Linked DNA regions of Mus musculus: all the other regions are linked to region 3. The links are chromatin contacts, called in public HiChIP or PLAC-seq maps. All regions are on one chromosome and are shown on one strand. The core of a region is the stretch at or near the end of the contact, and the rest is flanking DNA. Distances in the headings are between cores, read along the strand shown. Region 1 has its middle 63 kb from the start of Gm46148. Region 2 has its middle 32 kb from the start of Gm46148. Region 3 has its middle 22 kb from the start of Gm39404.

Region 1 (4,488 bases), core at 1,955-4,454, 200 kb before region 3:
GCCTCTCACTCCTCCATGCCAGCGATTCAAACAAAAACATATTCATATAACAAAGCTGGGTTTTTAAAGAAACTAAAACTCTCCTTGTAGCACCAGAGCTTAGGTTTTACCCACAGCACTACAAAACAAACAAACAAATCTCGATTCATATCCATGCTTCCTCTGGTAATAAAAGTTCATCCCAGATTACCTAAAGTTTAATGACAGACATCTACTAAAGAGTTTACAGAACGGGAGTTAAGGGGACCTTATGTGAGAATGTATTCTATTCCTTTAGTGGATGTAAAGGACAAATAAAAAAACAGAGAACACTGCAAAACTGAGGAAATTATATCTATCTCAATCAAACTATTTGCAGCTGAACTGTCCCTGTGCCTTTAATTTGTACAGCAGCAGCAACAGCTAATGGTTAATCTGCTCTCTAGGATGTGGAATGTCTCCCACTTAATTTCTGTTTACATAGCCTCCGGGAGATCCAGTTTTTATTACAAGCCGATGAGTAAACAGCTGATAGAACCTTGGAGTGACCTCATCAAAGGAAGGAATCCAGAAGACCTCAGCAGCTCGCTTTGGTCAGACAGCCTCCCTGGAGAGTCACAGCCATCTAGTTAAACAGAGTGTTGGTGTACACCAGCTTGAAACGGAAAAGAAGGAAGAAAGGGAGAGAGAGAAGGAGGGGAAGACTGTTCTAGGATAGATACATACGTACATACATGCATACATACATACACATTCATACACATACACGCACACACAAACACACACACTAAATATCCCATTTAGAGATTAAATCACCTTCCATATGTGTCCACAGCCCCCACCATCTCCCATAGCCTACCCACCAGCCATATCACATAGTCTATGTGACTAAGAATCTAGGCATGGACCTCCACAACTAAATGATGACCCTTTCTTCTATTGGATAAAATTACCTCTAACTCACGGATGGTTGGGGAAGTGTGTGGGTTTTATTCAAATCTTCCATTAGCCTCTATCCTGGGTCTTCCAGACCAATTGTGCTTTACATCTTCTTCTAAGCACCACCTTGGAATTATGTACCTGAGAAATCAGACAGATGGCTATCCTGTCTGTGAAGGTCTGTGATATATCCTCTCTGTGAAGCTCTGTATCCTGAGACTCCTTTCTTCCATCTAAGTCACTCCTTTTTTCTTTCATGTGTAGGTATTTTTCATTATGCCTGTGTAAACAAGTAATATAATAATATGGAGTAACACTTTAAATCGTTTTAGAATGTGATTCTATTTTTGAATGCAATTTCTAACTATTGAGTCTGAGGTTGAAAGCTATTGAGCTCAAACATAGATAGAAATTACCATATAGACATTGCATCCAAGTCTCCAAAACTGGACTTACACACTCCAGTAAAGTTTAATAAAGTCACTGCCCTCGTTCAAAGGCTTGATATGCAGTGAACAATTCGTGCTTATATATATATTAAAAGGGGGGAAGTGTTGATTGGAGTGCTTTATTGGTTTCTGTGACTGTGGAAGGAAGAATTAGCCAAAAAATAAAGAAATGAAGATTCTTAATTTTCTACAAAGAAATTATAAAAGCATTAAGTATGACACCTCTCAAATAGCAAGCCACTTCACTAGCCACAAAGAAGTGAACAAAACTATAGATGACAGAATTTTAAGCAGTTTGAAAACTATTGTTTCTGATATTTCCCACCATAACAGGCTAGGCACATTTTTTTTTCTTACCAGATAATCAAGACGCTAACCCTGGGCACACCATCCTGGCAACTAGCCACCCTGAACAAGGGTGGGAAAGGCAAGTGTTCAACTGCTGGGAAACAGCATTGCCTAGGAAACCCCTCTCTGTTTACCCTTCTTGAGAGAATGTGTGATTGCAAGGCTCATCCCATGTCTGAGCAGGTGACAGACAGAAACCACTTCCAGAGGAGTCCCTGGGCCCCTCCCAAGAGAATGCCCTGGGCAGTCATTAGCTCATTAGGCTGCTTTGATAATTGGATGTCTGTCTAACTGCCCAGAGCCACATGCTACCATGAGCAATGAAGTCTCTGGGAATTCAGCCCTTGGATTTAATCGTCGACAGAGAAAAATGGCCAAAAGGGGGCCTGGGGTGAGAAGAGGGCAAAACTATGCAGAAGAAATGGGATGGGGCTACTGTCAGGAAAGAAAGAAAGAAAGAAAGAAAGAAAGAAAGAAAGAAAGAAAGAAAGAAAGAAAGAAAGAAATTGAAATTTAATACACAGCCCTTAATTAAATTTGGATTATTTAAAACTGATCCTCTTTCCTGTCACAAATTGCCTTATGAAAGATTAATAAAACACAATGCTAGAGAAGAGAGCCTGGCAAGACAAGCCAGTGAATACGCAGAGCCTTCTCGCTCCCGTAGACAGGCTTTGAGCCGGGGTGACCGTCCTGAAAGCCTGAGAAATGTACACACTTGGTCCCAGCAGCGTTGCTATTAGATTTATAGAAACGAGGGAGATGAAAGACAGGCAGGAGCATGAATGTGAGTCTGCACTTGGATCCCATGGACGAAGTCTACTATAAGCTCCTTGCCAACCACTTTAAAACAAAGATTAAAGAGAAAAGATTAAGATTCCATCCTTTGTTGTCAGAGCGGTAATGGGTGCTGAGGGAAGGATGCAGGCTAGGTGGTTAGAAGCTATTTGGGGAACTTTGTGGATGAGGGAGATCTGACATAAACTATGCAAAGGAGAGAACATAGATCTTTAATAGGTGAATGTGGAGAGAACGGAGGCCAGGAAACAGGACAATAGCTAGCAGTGAGTGCTGTACAGCTAAGTTTTAGGCCTGAGAAGCTGCCAGCTGGCTTGGAGCAGTGGTGGCCAAAGTGTGGTCTCTTGAACGAGAGGCATCTGTGGCACCAAGTTTGAAAGGCACATTCTCAAACCCTCCCTAAACCCATGGTTCCTGGTCTGCAGGGGTAAACCCTGTAATCTAGGTTAATTTATTATCCAGTAAATTCCCTGGATCGATGTGAGGCTTGTTTGAACTTCAGAAACTAGCTTGCGGGGAGTGTTGAGCAGTGAAAAGAGCCCTTCTGAGAAATCAAGCAACTCTCTGCCGGCTTCCACACCAGAGAAACTGACCTCTGTGATTCCCCAAAGCCACTCCATCAGTGTAGCAAAAGCTATAGTCTCACAAAAGTATGGGCTGTAACATCTGTACTGCGGAGCACAGGCAGTGCAGAGAACATTGACACCCACCACACCTTCAACAAGCTATAAAGTTCCCACCACCATGACTCATTTTCTAAGGAAACATCCTTAAAACGAACATGTGACAATGACTCAAAACCTCAGCAAAGGTGTCTCTGAAATCCAGTGTGGGGTCTGCTCTCCAAGGCCACAGGCTGAGAAATCAGCTTTTTCAGGAGGCATGTTTATCCATTTATCACATTTGAATCTTACACTGTGAACATCTGCAGACAAAGCTATTATTTACATGGAGAGTATCCATACCAATCACCTTAATGCTTAGTTGTGTGAACCCACGCAGGACACAAAAGAGAGGACCAAGCAAAGTCAGGAGCTGATGAGGAAGTGAGACACCATGCAATGTGCAGGCTTAGAAGTGGAGAAGGAGATGGTATCGAAGGCAAGCTGGAACAAGCTCAGGGAACATGGACTTGTGGCTACATGGATCTCTGCCTCTGTATGTGGAGAAGCAAAATTCTCTTCACAGGATGAAGTTATCAATCGAAGAGCAAAGTACAAAATTGGAAAAGCATCATGGAAGGTACTAGAAGTTCCATCTACTGTTCCATGTACCAGCAGGTTATGGCTTAAATTCTTACAAATGAAAATCATTGAGAATCTAGTACGACTACAATGTAACTTAAACTGCCTGCATCCCAGAAGTAACTGTCTGATACAAACTAACACTTCTTGGAAACACTCTTAAACGGAAAAGTGGGGCGTGGGAGACGGGCCAATCCATCAAAGGTTTGCCTGGCAATCTTGAGGACCTGAGATCAACCCCAGAACACACATTAAAAGAAAAGAATCCAGGTGTGTTCACACAGGCTTTGTAATCCGAGCACTGGGGACAAGGAGAAGAGAGAGAGATTGATGTTGAGTTGAGTCCTGAACCAGGTGAGAGATTCTGTCTCAACAAACAAGCTAGATAGTACCCTGCTAACAACACCCCAGGAGGACCACTGGATGCCACAGGTACACACACATAAACACTGCCACACAAACATGCATACACAAGTGTAACAACTTCCAGCTAATACACTCTGTACATCAGCTTTCATTTTCATTACATATAATTTCTGCTTAACGCTTTACACTGTAGATTCTTAGAAAAGTCTTCTGTGTATACTAATTTAATAACTTAGTGGGCAGAAAGTGCTAAAGGAAGAGCTAGCTAGCCAAAGTGTTAAATCCACTGGAGGGGGAAAAAAATCTAAGCTAATTCTTTTTGTAAAACTTTATAGTATGCACTCATTTTCTTTGTATGTTCATTA
Region 2 (4,660 bases), core at 1,237-3,736, 170 kb before region 3:
TCACCACTTTTAGAAATTTTAAATCATGCTTAGGCTATTTCAACAGTTCAATGACTCTTCAAAATGTTCCTCATAAAGTTACCACGTGACACAGCAACCTAACTTGCACAAAGAGAGATGTAAAGACTCCTACATAGAAACTCAAACATGAAGATTCATAATGCCTCCAACTAGAAAGGACCATATATGTAGCAAATGATGAATGAATAAACAAATGTGGTATGTCTACTCAGTAGAGCATTGTTTCATAGTAAATGAAGCACTAATATGACAACACAAAGAAGGAATGTCCCACAAAATGGATGAATCTTGAAAATATTATGCTAATAGAAAGAAGCAACAAGAGGTCTCATGCTTTGTGACTTCTATCAACCAATCAAAGGAGGCAAATCCAGAGACACGGGAAATGTACTGTTGGCTCCGAGAATCTGGGGGGAACACGAACAAAAAAAGTAGTTACTAATTAATAATGGATTTTTAAAGCATTATGAAAATGTAGTAAAGTGGACTGAGGATGTATTAAAACAATTCAATGCTTGAAATGGTGAAATTTACTGTGTGAATTCTATTTCATTATAGCTATAAGAAGTTTCTGAAGTAAATGGACATATAAACAATATTTTTTAATCCTCTAGGAAGGGGTAATGAGTTCACATTTGGCAGAAGACAGCACAGGAAGAGAAATCTAAGCAAAGAGAAGAATGCAGTCCAAAGATGGAAACACAGGAAGGAGCTGCTCTGAAGCAATAGTGAAAGTCCAGAGTGGTTCTAGAAAATTCTGACAGATCGGGAGTGGTGAAGACTAGGGCTAGAAAGACATTTGCTGCTTTGATTTGGGAATTCTGAATTTATCCTGAAAGCAACTGATAAACATTAAAAGTCTTTAAACAAGACAGTGAACTACACTTTAGAGATGGCCCCTGGGAGTGTGGAATAAGTCCTTGAGATGTTAGTAATGACAAGGAACAAGATCAGTCAAAGCATCGCTGTAGAAGTCCACATGAGACCCTTCAGAGGCTGGCACACTGTGGTAGGGATGAGTAAGAGGGAAATCATTTGAAAACTGCTTAAGAAAAAAAAACAATAATGTCTGGCAAGATGGTAGATAAACAGGATTGCTGTGGAAGTCTAAAACTATGAGGTAAACCTTTGGAACCCACAGAAGGGTTAGAAGGAAAGAGCCAACTTCCCAAAATTGACGTCCTCATAAATGCCAAGGTGGGCCTGTATGTGCAAATACACATATCACACACACACACACACACACACACACACACACACACACACACACACACACACATAAATACACACACATGCAACAATAATAGTAATAATAATTAATAGTAATGATAAATAATAATTAAGTTCATGCAAACAAAAAGTCAATAAGATTTGACCAGTCACTTAGTTTGCTGAGCTGCTAGGTAGGGGAAAGTGCTATTGGTTTAAACTTTCTTAAAAGAAACAGTGTGAAGGCACAATTCTATACCACTCTGCTATATATAAATGTCCCCACTGAAATGCCACACAGAGAATGATGAGCTGAAGCTTCCCAATGAGATGAACCTGCCACTGTCTCTACTCCAAGATAGTGCCAGCCTAACCAGTTAATGGCTCTACAAGATGGGGCCCCTATGATAGAAGATTCTGCAATTATTTTCAGCCATATGACAAAATATCTGATAAAAGACAAGTTTAGGGTGAAAGGGATTATTTGGGGCTCTGTGAGGTACAGGCCTCACAAAGGGAAGGGGTGGCACCAGGAGTATGAGGCATCTAGTCACAGTGAATACTTAGCCAGGAAGCAGACATACAGACAAACACACACACACACACACACACACACACACACACACACACACACACACACACACACACGCACGCACATGCAAATACATGTGCTCAGCCGTCTTAAGCCTTTTTATTCAGGTCTGGGACCCCAGCCCATCAGATGGTGCCACGCATAATCAGGATGCGTCTTCTCCCTTTAGTTCAGCCTCTTTGGAAACAGAAGGCCACCCAAAGTTGTGGCTCTTAAACATAGTCCACCTGACAGCAAAGATTGACAGTCGGAGATGTTGTCTCTGGAATTTCTTAGAACACGCCTTGTAGTTGAGATTTTCTGCATCCCCTGCCCTTGCCTGCCCACTCCTCTTACAGAAGTCAGACAGAAACAGTCTCATGGCCACCCAAGCCTCTCCTGTTTTTCTCTTACTGTTATTTTATGTAATTGTGTGTGTGTGTGTGTGTGTGTGTGTGACTCAGTTCTGGGTTGGTATTTCCTTTCTGCTGCATTCAAAATAAGAAATTGAGAGAAAGGGTAAAGATAATAATCTTTTTTTTTTTTTAACTTTTAGCCTGTTTGCGTCTAACACACTGAAATTTGACATCTGCTGAGCAAACATTTTTTTGAGCATGTATACATACAGTGATCCACATAACAACTGACATAGAATAACCACAAGGAGGTGGTTGGCTCCAGTGGTTTCTTAACGAAGGGTTTGAGGTTTTCCTTGACATACTCATACCTGGCTTTGGTTCTGTGCCCTTTTGTGTTGAACGTAAACATTAGTTATCATCTACAAAAGCAATCTTGTACAATGTCCTGGCAAAACTAGAGAACGCTGGAGTCTGCTGTCTGTCTCAAAGCTTTTAACTACATCTATGTACAAGTGAGAGAAGGAATTGACATAGAAACGAATTGTGATCTGCCCTTCACAAGTCCTGTGTTATTTTCCATGTTTGTTTTCATAATTAAATTTCTAATGTCTTTACATTTTCCGCACTAAGCATTTCAGTAGTAAAGAGAATCAGTATTGCATTGCAGTCCAGAAAGAGTTAAATTCCTTGAAAAAGCTAAGAAAATATTATATTTTAATCTCAGGGACTTGTCTAGACTCTTTTAGTGTGTTGCCATGGGAATGAAAATAAAAATAAGAATTGCTATATTCTTTTTAAACCTAGAAAGATCCATATGCAGTGTTTATCTCTGAGATTATCTAAATCTTCCTTTGGCTGTCTAATTATGAAGCGTTTTCATACATCTTTCTCTGAGATCTCACCCCTACAAACTGAGTTACCGGCCATGAGAAAGTGCTCCTTTTAATACAGAAATCAATATCCCATCATGTCCCTTAACACTGAAAGAGTGTTTAAATGGAGCAGAACTCTAGGAAGACAAAACTGAAGGGCAGTGGTGTCTGTGTCTGAGGTATGTTCTCATCCCCCCTACCCACTTTCATTTATAGTTGAGATTTTTTTCTTTTCTATATAAATCTACTCTTTCACCTGGCTCACTTCTTGCCTGTGGCATCAAAGCCAAATGGTACAGTGTGTCGTTTAAAGAGAGAGAGCAAAGAGTGGTCTAACACACCTTGGGAGGTTTAATGTATCTGGCTGCACTCGATCTGCAACAAGCTAGACCATTGCCATTAGTATCAACTGGCTTCTTAACCAGAAGCCAGACAAGACTAATATGTGGGTCCCTCCTAACTTGCCAATACCCACAAATCCAGTTGAAAAGACCCACCAGGAACAGGAATGAATGTTAGCATTCAATAACTGTGGAGCCACAAAATCAGTGAAGTACAAGCTATAATATTATTAAAACATAGAATCGTTCTCCATTCTTTAAAAAGACTAGTTTCATTTTTTTTAAGGTTCTTCAATTTAGAGTGTGGAACTGAGAGCCAAAGCCTTCAGCATCCCCCTCTCATAGCAGACCTGAAGACAAACCTGAGACCGTGGATAGCCACCCATCAATGCTGAAAGGGTGTGACTTTGTAATATTTGAGAGGGAAATAGTTGAGTGGAAAACGCTGAGCCTGTTCTGGGCTGATCAGAGTAGTTGTTTATACATTGCTATGAATTTGACTACTATTTCCAAACTCAAATTCCTATGGTTTTAATACAGGTGAATGACTCAATATCAAAATCAATAGGACTTGAAAGGTAACCAATCTGACAACACAGGATGGACACATCAGTCTAGCAAGGATTGCCTTGAATCACTCACATGTAATAAAACCATGCAAGACTGATAATTTCAGAACTACAAATGTGCTGCATAGTTTGCATCGTCAGTTTGATGGATTTCAGAATCACTAAGACAGGTTTCTGCATTGGGTTAATGGAGGGAATACCAGCCATAGATATGAGCAGCACAGTTCAATGGGTTGGGGTTCTAGCCTGAGTGATAGAGGAACAGCAATCTGCGGCCCTGGATCATCAGTGCCTGCTCCTTGACTCCAGTGTGACCATGTCCTTCCTGCTGTTACTGCCTCACCTCCCCTGCTATGACAGACTGGACCCCCACACTGCCAGGCAAAATAAAGCCTTGCATCCTTATTTACAATATGTTGGTGAGATGTTTTACCACTGCTACAACAAAAGGAATTAAAGCCCCCAACTGTAACCTCAGCCCCATTCTCCTCTAGCTGTTCCAGAGTGAGCCAGCTAACTCAACAGTCTGCCTTTTGCTACACAAAGGGTTTAATAATGTCTTTGCTCTTGATGGCAGGAATTGGCTTGGCACTGTGACTTAAATTTGAATGCCGAAAAGCTTTATCATAGTTATAGTGACTGTCATAATTTGGGCTTTTTCAGATGCTGGTGATGGAAGCCAGGACTGCATGGCTCCTGTCCTATCTTTTATTTTTCC
Region 3 (4,462 bases), core at 1,892-4,391:
AAAGGAAAGAAATCATCAAAAGATTCCTGCCTAGCAAAGGGCAGTCTAGCACTGTAGACTAAGCCCGGGGCAGAAGAGAGAGCAAAACCTGCACTCTAGGGTTCTGTTTATATACAGTATACAGAAATGGTGAACTTAGAAAATGGGCAGACCTTATAAGTCAGTGGTTGGCATGAGGACTGCAAGAAAGAAGTTAACCAACAGTGACAGGCTGAGGATGTGTAGGGTTTAGGGGAATGGAGCTAATGAAAACTTTCTAAAATTAGGATAATAGGGGCACACATTTTAATATATTAACATCTTAGGCGGTACTCTAAGGTAGGCGTAGTAGCTCATGCTCATATGCAAAGCCCTCGGGAGGACTGAATGAGTTCAAGGTCAGGCTGTGTTACATAGAGAATCCAAGGTAGGCCTATGCTACATAGTAAGGCTTCCTTTCAGTAACACCAAGAAGATGGAAAAGAAGAGGATGATGAGGGTGGGAGTGGCAGAGAAGAGGAAGAGAGGTGGGACAAGGAGTGGTGAAAATACATGGTCTAAAGTCAGTTCAACTTTCCACCACCGGAAAAAAAAAATCATACTTCAATAAAATTTCTTACAAAAGGGAAGTTGAGAAAAGGCAAGGACAAAATGGTCACATGATCAAATGACAGCAGGGAAGAAGGGGAACGGGAAGAAAAGAATCAAAGGGGAAAGGAAGGTCTCTTGGCCAACCTCCAGCCTCTAAGGAGGGACTACATCAGCATGTCTCCATGGTTCCAAATGTTTGCTTCATATTTTCAAGGAATTACAATGAATAAGAGTCAAGAAGTCACCTGTGTACCCTCAGTTCCACTGTGAAGTGTTTGGGGTTTAGAATACTCTCTGAACCAAAGGAAGAGAAAGGCAATGATATACCAGCACCCAGGCTCCTGGGTCAGTGAGTGTCAGTGGGACAGGTCAGGTGTTTGCCACCAACCTCTTCACTATGAATGGACTTCTGTCCACTAAGTAAGAAGTCACCCGTATTGGGATCTTGCTTGGTGTTTCCAATGCTAATATACATTCAAACATGATCATCAAAGAATGCCCCCCCCATGATAACAACTTTGGATCACATAGATAGGCTCTGCTTCATTGTTCTGAAGTTTGTTCCTTCAGAAAAAAGGAAACAACCATTGAAACTCATCATGATGATAGAAGGACTAGTATGCCCATCACCTCGGCTACATTAAAAACACCTGCAGTTACTTTCAAACTCCCAGTTGCCAAACAGCTGAACTGTAACACTTGAGGTGTGGGACGTCTCCTTAGCATGGAACTCTGTGGGAACAGGACGTCTTCTGTTGACCATCCCAGATGAAAATCAGCATCACACATCATAAAGTCCTGCTCTAAAAGAAACTATGTGAAAGACCTCTGTCACCTTTGCCCTGGGAGAAACTGTCCAAAGAAAATCCCACATGTCTTCCAACCACCACCCAGGACTTGCACCACCACCCAGAACACAGTAAGTTCTGTACTTGATCATCTGGGAAGGTCAGAACTATTTTCCCTTAACTCCATGCTTCAAAAGGCTATTTTGATGTGCTTTCTCTATACAATACCAGTTCATATGCTCTTTACAAAGGGACTCAAGTAAGTTAATAAGTAAGAGCTTTCATAGTTTAAAATTGTGGTATCCAGGACACAGGAAACCAGGACCCAGTATTCCGTTGCTTCCCCCCTCCTTGTCTGCAGAGAAGCTCCTAGGTGTTAGCTCTCATTTCATTGCCAATAATATTAACTACAGAGCCATTATCCTTATATCTGAAATACCGCTAAAGTTTTAGGAACAACAGAAACCTAGAAACATTATGTAATTGTCTCAAAGGTATTCTGAGAATGAAAAGTATGGCTAAGAAGCAGGCCCCTTTGATTGTTCAATCAGGGCTTTTGAACCATGCCACACTTACCCTGCTTGCCTCTTGGCTCACTTCTAGAGGCCATTCAAGGTAGTCATTACTTCTCCTACCCAGTTACAGTCCAGAAAATGGCCTGAGGGGTATGCTGTACATGAGCCAACATTTAACTAGAAAAATCTCCAGTTTCCAATCTAACACACTTCCTGGGTTAGCTCATAAATGTAGTTCCGAGCAGAGAGGCCATAAAATGTCTAGGTGTGAAAGAGCTGGGCAAGCTACTGGCCTTTGTCTCTCTGCCCACTGGGTCAGCCCCGCCCTCTTCCATGCTGTGTGAAAATTTCCTGTTTCTCCTGTCCTTTCATGGATAGTCTCTTAGAAATATGAGAATTCTCATATTTCTGTGGAGAATCTCAGTGTGATACAAACGTTTCAAAGAGAAGATAGTTATTTGAAGCACATTTTATTGATGGAATTTTTTCCACATCAGGAACATAAAAGGCTTATTGTGAGAGCCCAGGTATTAGACAGGATTGCTTCTACTTTAGGATTCCCAGAAAGCAAAGTTTGTGAGAAATCACACACCCTCGAAGCAATTTATTTATAATCATGTGTCAATTAGCAATACGTAGATGTCCTAAAACTGGTGATAGCTATATACTGCAACAATTTCTTTTCTAATCATGAGTCACGAACTGACTAATGAAGTTTTAAAAAACAGCCAACAGGCTTCTTCGTGGGCCAGCCTGTTCTCAGACAGGCTTATTTGCTCATTTCTCCTCCCACGTCACACATAGGCACACACGCGCGCGCACACACACACACATATACACAAAGACTTTCAACAACTTAGTCACTAAAACCTGGAGGAGGCTGAAGATCAAAGTTTCTTTATTTTTACAAATTACAACTTTTCTTAGATGAGTAAACCTAGCCTGAAGCTTCTTACCCTTTTAGAAATCTCATTTTCTTTTTTAAGCCATAGTCTCCTTGACTCACTAGAGGAAGGTGGTGAGGACAGGGCTTTGGTTAATGTCTGGAACCCACCAGAGAAGAACACACAGATATGGTCTATATGATCCAATCGAGAGTCTTTTTTTCCAGCCAGCTGGGATGACACTCAGATATTTAAGACCCATGTGTAGCACCACGTGTTTAGGCTAAGAGATTTCTTTAAAAGGTGAAAACCACATCCTGCTATCTCATTCTGTAGCTGCAGGGGGGCGGGGGCGGGGGTTGCACAAGCAAGCAGTTTAATAGAAGCTAAGATAAACAGTTAATTGGAGGGGGAACAGGCAGTTTAATGGTAGCTAAGATAAGTTGGCTCGGGCATCCTGACTTTCTGATCTGAAATAGAGTTGGGTAATTTTTCACAGGAGTCTCCATCAAGGAACTATCAAATTCTAGTTAAACCTAAAATGGCCACATGGCCTCAGCAAGAATATAAGATGTAGGAGCCTCTGCACTCTCTTGCCCTGTCACACTGGCACAAAGAATAAACTAACAAGCCGAAGGGAGGTACAAGTGTATCAGCAGCTGTTCAATGACTTTCACTCAGTTGTGACTCTGGAATGTAAGCAACTGTCTTCCAGGCCAGCCCGACAGGTTTTGGCCTGTTCCTTTGGTTGTTGACAATGGTTTGGGGTGGAGTAGCAGAGTATATTCTCAGAGCTGTGTGAAAAATACTGGGAATGTAAATCTTACCTCTCCACACGTCATCAGATCTACCAGTCTATGGTTGACAATTGTAAATTGTAGATTTGACTTGTGTTGTAGAAATTTTTAATAACAATCCGGGCTTTCTACCCCACTTTTGACCATTTAGTTCCTGGATAAAAGACACATTATAACCTTTATATTTACAATAAGCCTTAAACAACACAAGAGCTGGGCAGATATCTACTGTTAGCATTTTGTCTAAACTCTGCCCCACAGTTACCTGGCAATAGCCAGGTGTGCCTGACTCACTATAAAAGGGGCTGCTTGCCCCCTCTGCTCTCTCTTGCTCTTGTCCTCTTGTTCTTGCTCTGTCCCCTTGCCCTTTGCCCCTCTCTCCCTATACCCCTCCCCTCTCTCTCCATGTGCTCATGGCCAACCTCTACTTTTCTCTTCTCTTCTCTTCTCTCCCCCCTCTCTCGTCCTTTATCTGGGTCCCTCAAGGGGAAGGGATGCCTCAGCATGGGCTCACAAAGGCATCCCCTTCACCCATAACTGATTGTACCTCCACCAAAGCATATTTCTTCTCTTCTTGTCTTTTTATCTATGCTATTAGAATCTACTTTCCTATTGATAACCCTGAATTATTACTCACTATGTTTCATTAGGCTGCTCTTAACTCCAATTGGTCAGCCCCCAGAGCTACGTTTTTTATGACTCGCCTAACCCGTGGCAAATTCTCTCTCCTCCTCCTTTCTTCTCTCTTGAGGTTCTCCTCCAACCTTCAGACCAGGAATCCTAAAACCCACCTATTTATCTTCTGCCCAACTATTGGCTGATGAGATCTTTATTTACCAATCAGAAATAACCTGGGAGCAAGGTTGCATAGCATCACTTGAGTCTACATGCAGATTCTCTCCTCTCTG

What was found. HiChIP or PLAC-seq counts read pairs in DNA pulled down with a chosen protein or histone mark.
Region 1: a BATF HiChIP or PLAC-seq map of CD8 T cells shows a contact between it and region 3, with 6 read pairs. The contact joins two enhancer-like sites. A contact is called at or near these places in 1 of 15 datasets of contacts at CTCF or cohesin (CD8 T cells), 2 of 484 Hi-C or Micro-C datasets (the MC3T3-E1 cell line and nephron progenitors) and 1 of 115 datasets of contacts at active chromatin or transcription factors (CD8 T cells).
Region 2: a contact with region 3 is called in a BATF HiChIP or PLAC-seq map of CD8 T cells, with 5 read pairs. The contact joins two enhancer-like sites. A contact is called at or near these places in 5 of 484 Hi-C or Micro-C datasets (the Ba/F3 cell line, the HL-1 cell line, Th2 cells and 2 more) and 1 of 115 datasets of contacts at active chromatin or transcription factors (CD8 T cells).

The regions. Positions count from the first base shown.
Region 1 is chr9:94,408,332-94,412,819 of GRCm38.p6, forward strand. No RefSeq gene overlaps it. Among named protein-coding and RNA genes, the nearest start is that of Gm46148, 63 kb to the right of the region's middle. Within about 2 kb of position 3,205, at least 33 of the 459 cell types and tissues checked have an H3K27ac peak or open chromatin away from gene starts, as enhancers often do. A contact at or near this core is called in CD8 T cells, where this site is marked.
Region 2 is chr9:94,439,130-94,443,789 of GRCm38.p6, forward strand. No RefSeq gene overlaps it. Among named protein-coding and RNA genes, the nearest start is that of Gm46148, 32 kb to the right of the region's middle. Within about 2 kb of position 2,487, at least 15 of the 459 cell types and tissues checked have an H3K27ac peak or open chromatin away from gene starts, as enhancers often do. A contact at or near this core is called in CD8 T cells, where this site is marked.
Region 3 is chr9:94,604,525-94,608,986 of GRCm38.p6, forward strand. No RefSeq gene overlaps it. Among named protein-coding and RNA genes, the nearest start is that of Gm39404, 22 kb to the left of the region's middle. Within about 2 kb of position 3,142, at least 56 of the 459 cell types and tissues checked have an H3K27ac peak or open chromatin away from gene starts, as enhancers often do. A contact at or near this core is called in CD8 T cells, where this site is marked.